2 separate regions of the Callithrix jacchus genome follow, and region 2 is linked to region 1. A link is a contact called in public Hi-C data. All regions are on one chromosome and are shown on one strand. The core of a region is the stretch at or near the end of the contact, and the rest is flanking DNA. Distances in the headings are between cores, read along the strand shown. Region 1 holds the start of IL32 (interleukin 32). Region 2 has its middle 6.5 kb from the start of ZNF213.

Region 1 (5,420 bases), core at 1,725-4,224:
TACCTGGGAATTCTGGGTAGCTAGGAAACGATTTGGGCCTCTGTCAGTTTCCTTCCCATGTATGAGAAGGTGGAAACTTGTATTTTAGAAGCTTATTCATCCCACTCAGGACAGTAAAAATGAATAGACAGAAGGCCCTTCCATTCTTCTGAGCACTGATGGACTTGGGGAGAAGTGTGGTGGTGGGAACTGAACCAACCTGAATCTCCTCGCTTTGCAGAAGGAATCCAGGGTTGCTGGGGAGTCTAAAAAAGGAAGAGTGGGGGAGGGCTCAGTGACTCACATCTGTAACCGCAGCATTTTGGGAGGCTGAGGCAGGTGGATCGTTTGAGGTCAGGCATTCGAGACCAGCCTGGCCAACGTGGTGAAACCCTGTCTCCACTAAAAATAGAAAACAGTTAGCTGGGTGTGGTGGTGCACGTCTGTAATTCCAGCTACTAAGGAGGCTGAGGCAGAAGAATCAAGAATCACTTGAACCCAGGAGAGGGAGGTTGCAGTGAGCCAAGATGGCACCAAGCCAAGATTGTACTTCCCCCTGGGCCACAGAGGAGACTCCATCACCAAATAAATAAATAAATACAAACAAGAAGAAGAAAAAGGGGAAAGAAAAGTGGGAGGAGGAAGCAGAGAAGAACCCAAAAGTTGGTTCTGGGGCATGCGGAGGAGGGATGGTCACTGTGGAACTAGGGTGCTGGCTGCGTGGAGACGTCCACAGCCTTTAACATTTTAAGTCTGCTGCACAAAAATGTCATGTCGAAGTGATTACTTTTATTTTTTAAGTATTATTTAAAAATCGTATGGTCTCGTAATCAAAATTGTGCTTCAAAGGACATCATTCAGAAAGTTGGGAAGAGGCAGGGTGCAGTGGTTCACGCCTATGATCCCAACAGTTAGAGAGGCCAAACTGGGAGGACCGCTTGAGCCCAAGAGCAAGACCAGCCTAGGCAACACAGTGAGACACTGTCTCTACAAAAAATTCAAAAAATTAGTCGTGCATGGTGGTGGCACACATCTGTAGTCCCAGCTCCTGGGAAGGCTGAGCGAAGAGAATCGCTTGAGGCAGAGAAGTCTCGGCAGCACTGAGCTGTGATCACACCACTGCACTCCACCCTGAGCAACAGATCTGTCTCAAAAAATAAAAATTTAAAAAATTGGCCGGTCACGGTGGCTCACGCCTGTAATCCCAGCACTTTGGGAGGCTGAGGCAGGTGGATCACGAGGTCAAGAGATCGAGACCATTCTGGTCAACATGGTGAAACCCCTTCTCTACTAAAAATACAAAAAATTAGCTGGGCGTGGTGGTGCGCGCCTGTCATCCCAGCTACTCAGGAGGCTGAGGCAGGAGAATTGCCTGAACCCAGGAAGGAGGCAGAGGTTGCGGTGAGCCGAGATCGCGCCATTGCACTCCAGCCTGGGTAACAGAGCGAAACTCCATCTCAAAAAAAAAAAAAAAAAAAAAGACACAGGGAATAACAGACGTTGCTGCGGATGTGGAGGAAGCAGACCCTCGTATACTGCTGCCGGGAATGTAAAATGACACAGACAATGAAAAGTAGTCTGCTGTTCCTCAAAAGGTTAAAAACACGTTTCCCATGTAACCCAGCGATTCTTCTCCTTCATACACATCCAAGAGAGCTGAAAACACACGTGCCACAGAAACTTGTACGTGAATGTTCCCAGCAGCATTATATTTGGAATAGCCAAAAGGTGGAAACAGCCCAAATGTCCTTAGAGGGATGAATGGAGAAACCAAAATGTGGTCTGTCCATGCAGTAGAATATTATGCAGCCAGAAAAAGGCACGAAGGACTGTCCGTGTTACCACACACACGAACCTCAAGAACGTTAGGCTCAGTGAAAGAGGCTGGACACAGAACATCACCTAGTATGTAATTATACTTATATGAAACGTCTGAGGGAGATGCATCTATTGAGACCAAAAGTAGATGAGGCTAGGCACGGTGGCTCACACCTGTAATTCCAGCACTTTGGGAGGCCAAGACGGGCAGATCACGAAGTCAGGAGATCGAGACTCGCTGATCAATGTTGGAAACAGATGCTTGGTGCCACAAAGAAAAATCAGCACTGAGACAAAGGATCTTTCAGCAACATAATTTTTACTTCCTGGACTGCAGGAAGGGAACCCTCGCTAGCCATCGGGCCATGAGAGTACAATGAACAAAGGAAAACACACACATTTATCCCTCACCCATTTGGGGTCGTCCTTACCGCTGTGTCTGATCTCCGTTGGCTGGAGCCAGACCTCACAATCTAAACTAAAACCCGATTGGCTAAAAACTTAAAACTTTCTAAACAGGTAAAAGCAGTGGAGAGCTGGGACAGGCCTGTGAGCACGTCCAGCACAGATATGTTGGTTAAAGTACAAGGAGAACGTCACAGATATGTTGGCTAAAGTACAAGGACATAGAATGTACTACGTGCCTGTAAGCATGGCGTGTCTAACAGCTACTTAGGAGAGGGCTGGACAAAGTTATTAGCACACCTGCTCTTTAACAAGAAAGGAAACTATTAAAAGCAACTTTTCTACTTCCTACAACCAACATGGTGAAACCCCATCTCCACTAAAAATACAAAAAATTATCTGGGCACGGTGGCGCGTGCCTGTGGTCCCAGCTACTCAGGAGGCTGAGGCAGGAGAATTGCCTGAACCCAGGAGGCGGAGGTTGCGGTGAGCCGAGATCGTGCCATTGCACTCCAGCCTGGGCAACAGAGCAAGACTCCATCTCAAAGAAGAAAAAAAAAAAAGGAAGTAGACGAGTGGTCGTCCATGGAAATGAGCATCGGTGGTGGTGTCTCAGAGGGCAGAACTTCTCTCAGGCGCTGAACACGTTTAGCGGGTGCTGGTGAGGCTCACGCCGTTCCCTGCTTTGAATCGCACAGCTTAACGAGTACATTGCCTTGCCTGTGAATTACGTCACATGAAGCTATAAAAACAGGGAACAGTCTGGATGGATGACTTTGGATGGTGGCCTTTGTGAGTCACGGAGGGGCTAGGGTTGCCGGGCGAGTGAGTCTCTAGGAGCTGAAGCCTAGAGCAAGACTTGTAGCTGGTGCGGGAGTGGCTTCCTTCTCTTTCCCACTCTACAGTTCAGAGATGGCTCAGGGAAGATCTGCGCTTCCTAACTGTGGAGAGGGGGCTGCACGCAGTGGAACGGACTCCCAAGTGGCAGGCAGGTGACAACCAGTGTCTAGTCCACCCGAGTGAAGATTTCACCAGGAAAGCGTGGTTTCTAGGTTCTGTCTCTCCGGGTCTCCTCGGAGAATGTAATGGGACACATTGTGTCCAAGCTGAAGTCCTCACCCCAGGACCTCAGAATGTGCTCTTATTTGGAAACAGGGTCATTATGGAGGTGATGAAGTGACAATGAGGATACTGGGGTGGAACCGACTTCAATGTGACTGCTGTCCTTATGAAAAGGGGAAGTGTGGACAGTCATAGCCAGAAAGAACGCGATGGAGATGAAGGTGGCCACGTACAAGGGCGGGAGAGAGGCAGGATCCCAGCTCCACGGCCTCGGAAGGACGCAGCGCTGCCCACCCTGACCCTGGACTTCCAGCCTGCAGACTGTGCGAGAAGAGATGTCTGCAGTCAGGGATGCTTGTTGTGCTGCTGCCTCAGGGCAGCCCCAGAAGCCATCCCGAGGTCAAGGCTGTGGTTGTGCTCAGCTGGGGGGCTTGGCCACCAGGCTGGGGCATGAGGAGGAGGTGGGAGGCCCAGCCAGGCTGGTGGGTCAGAATCCGGGGGGCTAGAGAAGCCGGCAGGGGAGCCTCAGGATTGCTGGAACCAGTGACCTTCTGCCCCCGCCGGCCTTGCCTCGGCCCAGAAGGCGTCAGGAGAGCCTGGCCAGCCAAGCTCAGACTGTCAGCAGGATGCCTCTCACCCTGCAGAGGGTCCTATCTTGTCCCACAGGTAGATCTACACCACCACTAGCCGCCCCTCCAACTTGCACAGGCCCCCGCCCTCCAGGGCCTCCTTTTCGGTCTGGCGGGTCCTGCCTCCTCCTCACCCAGAAGCTTCTCTGGCCCTCTGGAGTCCGGGCACACCTTATGCAAGGACAATGTCCACATTCCTTTGTCCTTGGACTCCACTTGGCTGAGGTCTCCTCCCTGGGCTCTGGGAGTTTCCCCAGCCTGCTTTCCCAAGTCTGGACTTTCCCTCTGGCCCTCCCCCTCTCGGGCTGGCAGGGTGGGGGAAGCAGCCTCTTCCTGGGCTCAGAGAATCCCACCCCAGCTCAGAAGGTGCAGGACCGCAGCCCGGGACGGACCTCATCCCTCCTAGGGACTCCAGACCACTGTCTCTCTCAGGTAAGTCTCTATCTCTGTCTGTCTCTGTCTCTGTCTCTTTTTCAGCCACTCAGCCCGGCCTCCTGCCCTGGGAGTGGCTCCACCCATTACGCCCCTTCCACCAATAAAACCAGCTGAGTTTGTGCTAGGCTGGGTAGAGGAGGCAACTGTCTCAGTGGTGCTGGGTCATCCCGGGTGGGGAGTTGGGGTCTCTGAATGTGAGAGCCCTCTGGGGAGGAGAGTGCTTCTCTGAGACACTTTTCCTCACACCTGTCACTCACCAGCAGGTCCTGGCTCCTGGAACTCTTGGCCACCATGGTTTCCGAGGTGAGCAAGAGGCTGCGTGTGCTTTTGTGGACTTGTCTGAAAAAACCCCGTAAGGTCGCGTGTGCGCTAAGAATTTCTCTAGCTGCCTGTGTGTGTGAGGCTCAGTCAGGGGCGCCGAGTGACAGGACAGTGACGGACGAAGGTACCGTTGGAGGTGCTGGAGGGTGTGTGTGTCAGGGGTGCTGGAGAAGGGCAGGGGTGCCGATGAGAGAAAGCACCAGGCCCAGGAACCCCTCACAGCCCAGAGAGCCCGGGCCAGGGGCGGGCAGCGCTCTCCTAGAAACCGCTCAGAGAATGCTCCTCTCGGGAGCTGGCTCAGCTGGGCAGGCCTGAGAGCAGGGCCCAGATCTGGGCCTGGGTGTGTTTTCCTCTTTTCCTGGGTTCCTTCCCACTTCCTGTCCTCTACCCCTGCCCCACCCCAAATGCGAGACCCACCAGACCCTCCAGGGAGCTCTGTGGCCCGTGACAATGGAGTTTTCCAGGTTGTGGCCTGGCCCAGGTTCAAGACAGGGACCCAAAGGACATGTGGCTCCCACAGGCCGGCACGTGGCTGCTTTTGCCCTGTGTCATGGGAAGTGGACCATTGCTGCCTCCAAGTGTGCAGACATCTGCCCTGCCCAGAACACCTCCCAGGCCCTGCTCAATCTGTGGTGACACTCACCACTCTGCGGTGGGGGAAGCCAGGCATGTCACCCCCAGACTAGGGCCTTAACATGGGGTCTTAGCGGGGAGTCTGTGGGGTACCTCCTGCCTCTGTGGGTGCAGCCACATGTCTGCAGACAGGAATGG
Region 2 (5,420 bases), core at 1,746-4,245, 66 kb after region 1:
ACCTGTAATCCCAGCTACTTCGGAGGCTGAGGCAGGAGAATCACTTGAACCCAGGAGGTAGAGGTTGCAGTGAGCCGAAATTGTGCCATTACACTCCAGCCTGGGAGACAAGGGCAAAACTCCATCTCAAAATAAATAAATTTGAAATCATAGATGAAATAAATGATTTCCTGGAAAATATAAACTATCAAAATTTACTCAAGAAGATACAGAAATTCTGAATAGCCAATGTCCCATAGAAAAAATTATACAAATAGACATAAGGAGTAAAGATACTTTTTAAAAGTTAAATTTAAAAAATTTTGGGGGGGACGGAGTCTTGCTCTGTCACCAGGCTGGAGTGCAGTGGCAAAATCTTGGCTCACTGCCTCGGTCTCCTGGGTTCAAGCGATTCGCCTGCCTCAGCCTCTGAAGTAACTGGGACTAGAGGTGTGTGCCACCATGCCAGGCTAATTTTTGTATTTTTAGTAGAGACAGGGTTTCACCATGTTGGCCAAGATGGTCTCAATCTCTTGACCTCGTGATCTTCCCACCTTGGCCTCCCAAAGTGCTGGGATTACAGGTGTGAGCCACCGCGCCCAGCCGATACTCTTTACTTTCAGTTATTTTTTAGAGACGGTATCTAGCTCTGTTGCCATGGCTGGTGTGCAGTGGCATGATCCTGGTTCACAGCAGCCTGGATAGAACTCCTGGGTTCAAGTGATCCTCCCCCCTCAGCCTCCTGAGTACCTGGAACTACAGGTGCCAATAAGCCCAGCTAATTAAAAGATTATTATTTTTTTTTTTGGTAGAGACAAGGTCTCACTATGTTGTCCAGCCTGGTCTTGAACTGTTGGCCTCAAGTTATCCTCCTGCCTGGGCCTCACAAAGTACTGGGATTACATGTATGAGCCATCACACCCAGCCCTCTCTATTTTGAACAGCCATGTGTCCATCAAAAAGCTCCCATTACAGAAGGGGAAAAGCGATAGAGGAGAATAACTAGAAGTCCTTCTGCTGGAAATACGAATATATAGAACTTCCTTAATAAGAACACAAATATCAACCGGGCATAGTGGCGGGCGCCTGCAGTTCTAGCCACTCGGGGGGCTGGGGTGGGAGGATCATTGAGCCTGGGTGTTCCAGGTTCCAGTGAGCAGTGACTGTACCACTGCTGCAGCCCGGGTGAAAGAACAAGACCCTGACTTGTTATTTTGCACAAATACATATCAGAGACCAACAATAGAGACTCAGCTGAATGCCATTAAAAGCAATTTCATGAACTTAAGATACCAGACAACTATGTCTGCAGTCTTCAACTTTTAACACCGTTTTGAGAGTCGTGAGCAGTGCTGTAAGATTGACAGAATGAGTATAAATTCGCAGAAAAACCCTTTACTTTCTTCATTTATAGACTATTTTCTAGCTAGAAAAAAAAAACAAAAAAACAAAGTGTGCCGGATTCGGTGGGTCACGCCTGTAATCCCAGCACTTCAGGAGACTGAGGCAGGTGGGTCACTTGAAGTCAGGCGTTTGAGACCAGCATGGGCAACATGGTGAAACCCAGTCTCTACTAAAATACAAAAATGAGCCGGGCACGGTGGTGCACCACCTGTAATTCCTGCTACTTAGGAGGCTGAGGCAGGAGAAGTGCTTGATCTGGGAGGGGAAGGTTGCAGTGAGCCAAGATTGAGCCACTGCACTCCAGCCTGGGTGACATAGCTAGACTCCATTTAAGGAAAAAAAAAAAAAAAAAAAGAGCCGGGCTTGGTGATTCACGCCTGTAATTTCAGCACTTTGGGAGGCTGAGGTGGGTGGATCACCTGAGGTCAGGAGTTCGAGACCAGAATGATTAACATGGAGAAACCCTGTCTCTACTAAAAAAAATTATCCGGGTGTGATGGCACATGCCTGTAAACCCAACTACTCGGGAGGCTGAGGCAGGAGAATCGCTTGAACACGGGAGGCGGAGGTTTCGGTGAGCCGAGATCGTGCCATTGCACTCCAGCCTGGGTAATAAGAGAGAAACTCCGTCTCGAAAAAAAACAAAACAGAACAAAACAAAAACCCACAAACAACAACAACAACAAAAAAAAAACAAGCAGCCGGGCTCGGTGGCTCACGCCTGTAATCCCAGCACTTTGGGAGGCCGAGGTGGGTGGATCACGAGGTCGAGATCGAGACCTCCCTGGTCAACATGGTGAAACCCCGTCTCTACTAAAAATACAAAAAAAAAAAAAAAAAAAATTAGCTGGGCATGGTGGCGCGTGCCTGTAATCCCAGCTACTCAGGATGCTGAGACAGGAGAATTGCCTGAACCCAGGAGGCGGAGGTTGCGGTGAGCCGAGATCGCGCGATGGCACTCCAGCCTGGGTAACAAGAGCGAAACTCCGTCTCAAAAAAAAAAAAAACAAGTAACATGGAAAATTATCAGACGGGATAAGAAAGTACAATTAGGTGGTCAACTTCAATATAATTTTATTCGTTTGTCACATATATATTATTATGTATTTATTGTATGCAATATATAAGATATTTATTATATATTATATATTTGCCATATGTATATATATTTATTCAAGTATGCCATATATTTTCTAAGTAGAAAACACAGTTCGTGTGCCAGTCACCAGCGTACGGCCTCTCAGCCCGGACACACCCGTTCTGTTCTGCTCTGTGATACTGAGCTGGATCGCACCTGTTGGCACCCAGCTGGACACTGCACACACGTCCTTGCTGGCCAGCTTCATGCAGTTCTTTGCCGACAGAGGGCGATGGAGGAACACCGTCAGGTCAAAGGGGAAGGGACGGACTGTCCCTCCTGGTGCACTTCTCCAACGAGGCCAGCAGAGGGAGCCAGCGGCCCTCACTTCCGCCGTCCTCACCTTGGTCCGGCTCCTACCCGCGTTTCCGCCGTCCACCAGCTGTGAGTTCTCGCGACAGCCGATCCTTCTGAGGTCCAGTCTCCGCCTTGAAGTGAAAGGGCTTGAAGGGATCTTTCGTGTTTCCAAGTTTCCTCCCTTTTTACTTCCTTAGTCCCCGGGGCACAAGTTCCTTCCTGCAGTTGCTCTTCTGTAAATCTTAGAAATCTCTTTTCCAGCTGGGTAGTAAACCATCTTTACAATTGAACAATTCTTTTTATTAAATTTTCTCTTCAAAACACTGGTGTGGGAGAGCGCGGGAGCTCACGCCTGTAATCCTAACACTTTGGGAGGTTGAGGCAGGCCGATCACTTGAGGTCAAGAGTTCGTGAGCAGCCTGGCCAACACGGTGAAACCCAATTTCTACTAAAATTACAAAAAAATTAGCCGGGTGTGGTGATGCACGCCTGTAATCCCAGCTACTCAGGAGGCTGAGCCAGGAGAATCCCTTCAACCCAGTAAGTGGAGGTCGCAGTGAGCCTGAGCTGAGATCGCACCACTGCACTCAAGCCTTGGTGACAGAGTGACACTCGGTCTCGGGAAAACAAATAAATAAATAAATAATAAACTCTATTACAGACTTGTTTCTCAATTTCCAGTTATGTTATATGGCTTTCTACATTCCATTGTTTTTTGTTTTTGTTTTTGAGGCAGGGTCTTACTCCGTCACCCAGGTTGGAGTGCTGGGGCACAATCATGGCTCACTGCATCCTCTGCCTCCCTGGTTCAAGTGATCCCCATCTCAACTTCCCAAGTACCTGAGGCTACTGGTGCACATCACCATGCCCAGCTAATTTTTTGCATTTTTGGTAGAGACAGGGTTTCACCATGTTGCCCACGCTGGTCTAGAGCTCCTGAGCTCAGACCATCCACCTGTCCTGGCTCCCAAAGTGCTGAGATTAAAGGTGTGAACCACTGCACCTGGCCTTCCAGTAGTTTTATAATAGGATTTGATAGGGCAGTTTCCCACATTTAAAGATTGTTGAGAAATACTGTCATGAATATTGATGAATACTGAGTCTATGATATACTATGTTGTTTGCAGGGAAGAAAGACGGCAAGGAAAACCTAGCTGGTCCCCCTGGCCAGTGGAAAACCACTTGGGGCATTCCAAATTGGCAGGACAATGTGTAAGTATCATACACCGGTTAAAACAATTCTTTGAGATACCTGCCCCTGCCCCCGTGGCTTCCTCGTGAAGAATACCTGTAATCAGTGGTAAGCAGGGAACAGCTGCCTACTTGGTATGTTTTTGAGTTATGAGAAAATAAACTCCTGTGTGTTAATAATAATAACCTGTTCAGAGAGGTAAAGTACATGGGTGAGAATCTGCTCGGGGCCCTCACCCTGGAATGCTGTCAGCCCCAGAGGCTCTCAGTTCAGAAGGCTGCTGACCCCCAAAACAGACCCACTTTGCTGTTCTATCTGGGCGTCTGCCTCTCATTCCATCAGCGCTGCCTGGGTGGGGGTCTCTCTGGGGGAGCTGGTACTCGGTAAAATATTTCTTGATTAGTGCATTTTTCTTGACTAATTTCAGAGCAACTTTATAAAATTCCAAAACACGCCCAGCCAGGTTTTTCTGACACATTTGTGCATGTTTATGGGGCACAGTGTGATGTTTCAATACATGCTTACGTTAGGGAATCACTGAATTGGGGTAACAAGCATATCACCTCAATTTTTTTTTTTTTGGCTGATGTTAGGTGGTTAGACAGACATTAGTAGCTGGGAGGGGGTGGAAAAGAAGAGCAGAAAAGCTGTCACTAAGACAGTCCCTGGCCCACCTAACTTCAGCCCTACCTCCATGCTAATGGATAGTTTGTGGTACAGCCTGCGCCCAGCACATCCCGTAGGAGAAACTGGGGCACAGGTGGAAATCCTCTAAAGTGGTGCATATCCAGCAACATCGAACCATGTCTTCAAGTTCATGCCAAGCTCAGTGTGCCATCATTACAATAAAATTTACATGTGGCTTTATGCCCCACCCCACACTTTTCTTAACAAATTATAGGTAAAAACATGAGCAGTTTAACTTTAGTTATAACATCGTCCTGTCATTTTAAGATAGTCCAAACCTCAACTCCGCCTCCCAAACCCCAGGAGTCTTTTTTTGTTTTTTTTTGAGATGCAGTTTCACTCTTGTTACCCAGGCTGGAGTGCAATGGCGTGATCTCGGCTCACCGCAACCTCCGCCTCCTGGGTTCAGGCAATTCTCCTGCCTCAGCCTCCTGAGTAGCTGGGATTACAGGCACGCGCCACCGTGCCCGGCTAATTTTTTGTATTTTTAGTAGAGATGGGGTTTCACCATGTGGACCAGGATGGTCTCGATCTCTTGACCTCGTGATCCACCCGCCTCGGCCTCCCAAAGTGCTGGGATTAGAGGCTTGAGCCACCGCGCCCGGCACCCCAGGAGTTTTCAAAAGCACCTTGAGTTTTGTTAAAGAGCTGCTGGCTTCATATCACAGACATCAGCCCACTCTCCGTCTGAGTGGTACTGTGCTTCAATACACTTTGCTTTGA

The links. A called contact is a pair of places that touch in the nucleus more often than the background predicts.
Region 2: a contact with region 1 is called in a Hi-C map of induced pluripotent stem cells, with 4 times the contacts expected there. The contact joins the enhancer-like site here to the promoter of IL32 in region 1.

The regions. Positions count from the first base shown.
Region 1 is chr12:5,226,987-5,232,406 of calJac240_pri, forward strand. It overlaps IL32 (interleukin 32), which reads left to right and starts at 2,975. Exons shown (of 7, transcript XM_078344478.1): 1 at 2,975-4,324; 2 at 4,592-4,631. The coding sequence starts at 3,891.
Region 2 is chr12:5,293,401-5,298,820 of calJac240_pri, forward strand. No RefSeq gene overlaps it. Among named protein-coding and RNA genes, the nearest start is that of ZNF213, 6.5 kb to the right of the region's middle. Within about 2 kb of position 2,996, at least 4 of the 16 cell types and tissues checked have an H3K27ac peak or open chromatin away from gene starts, as enhancers often do.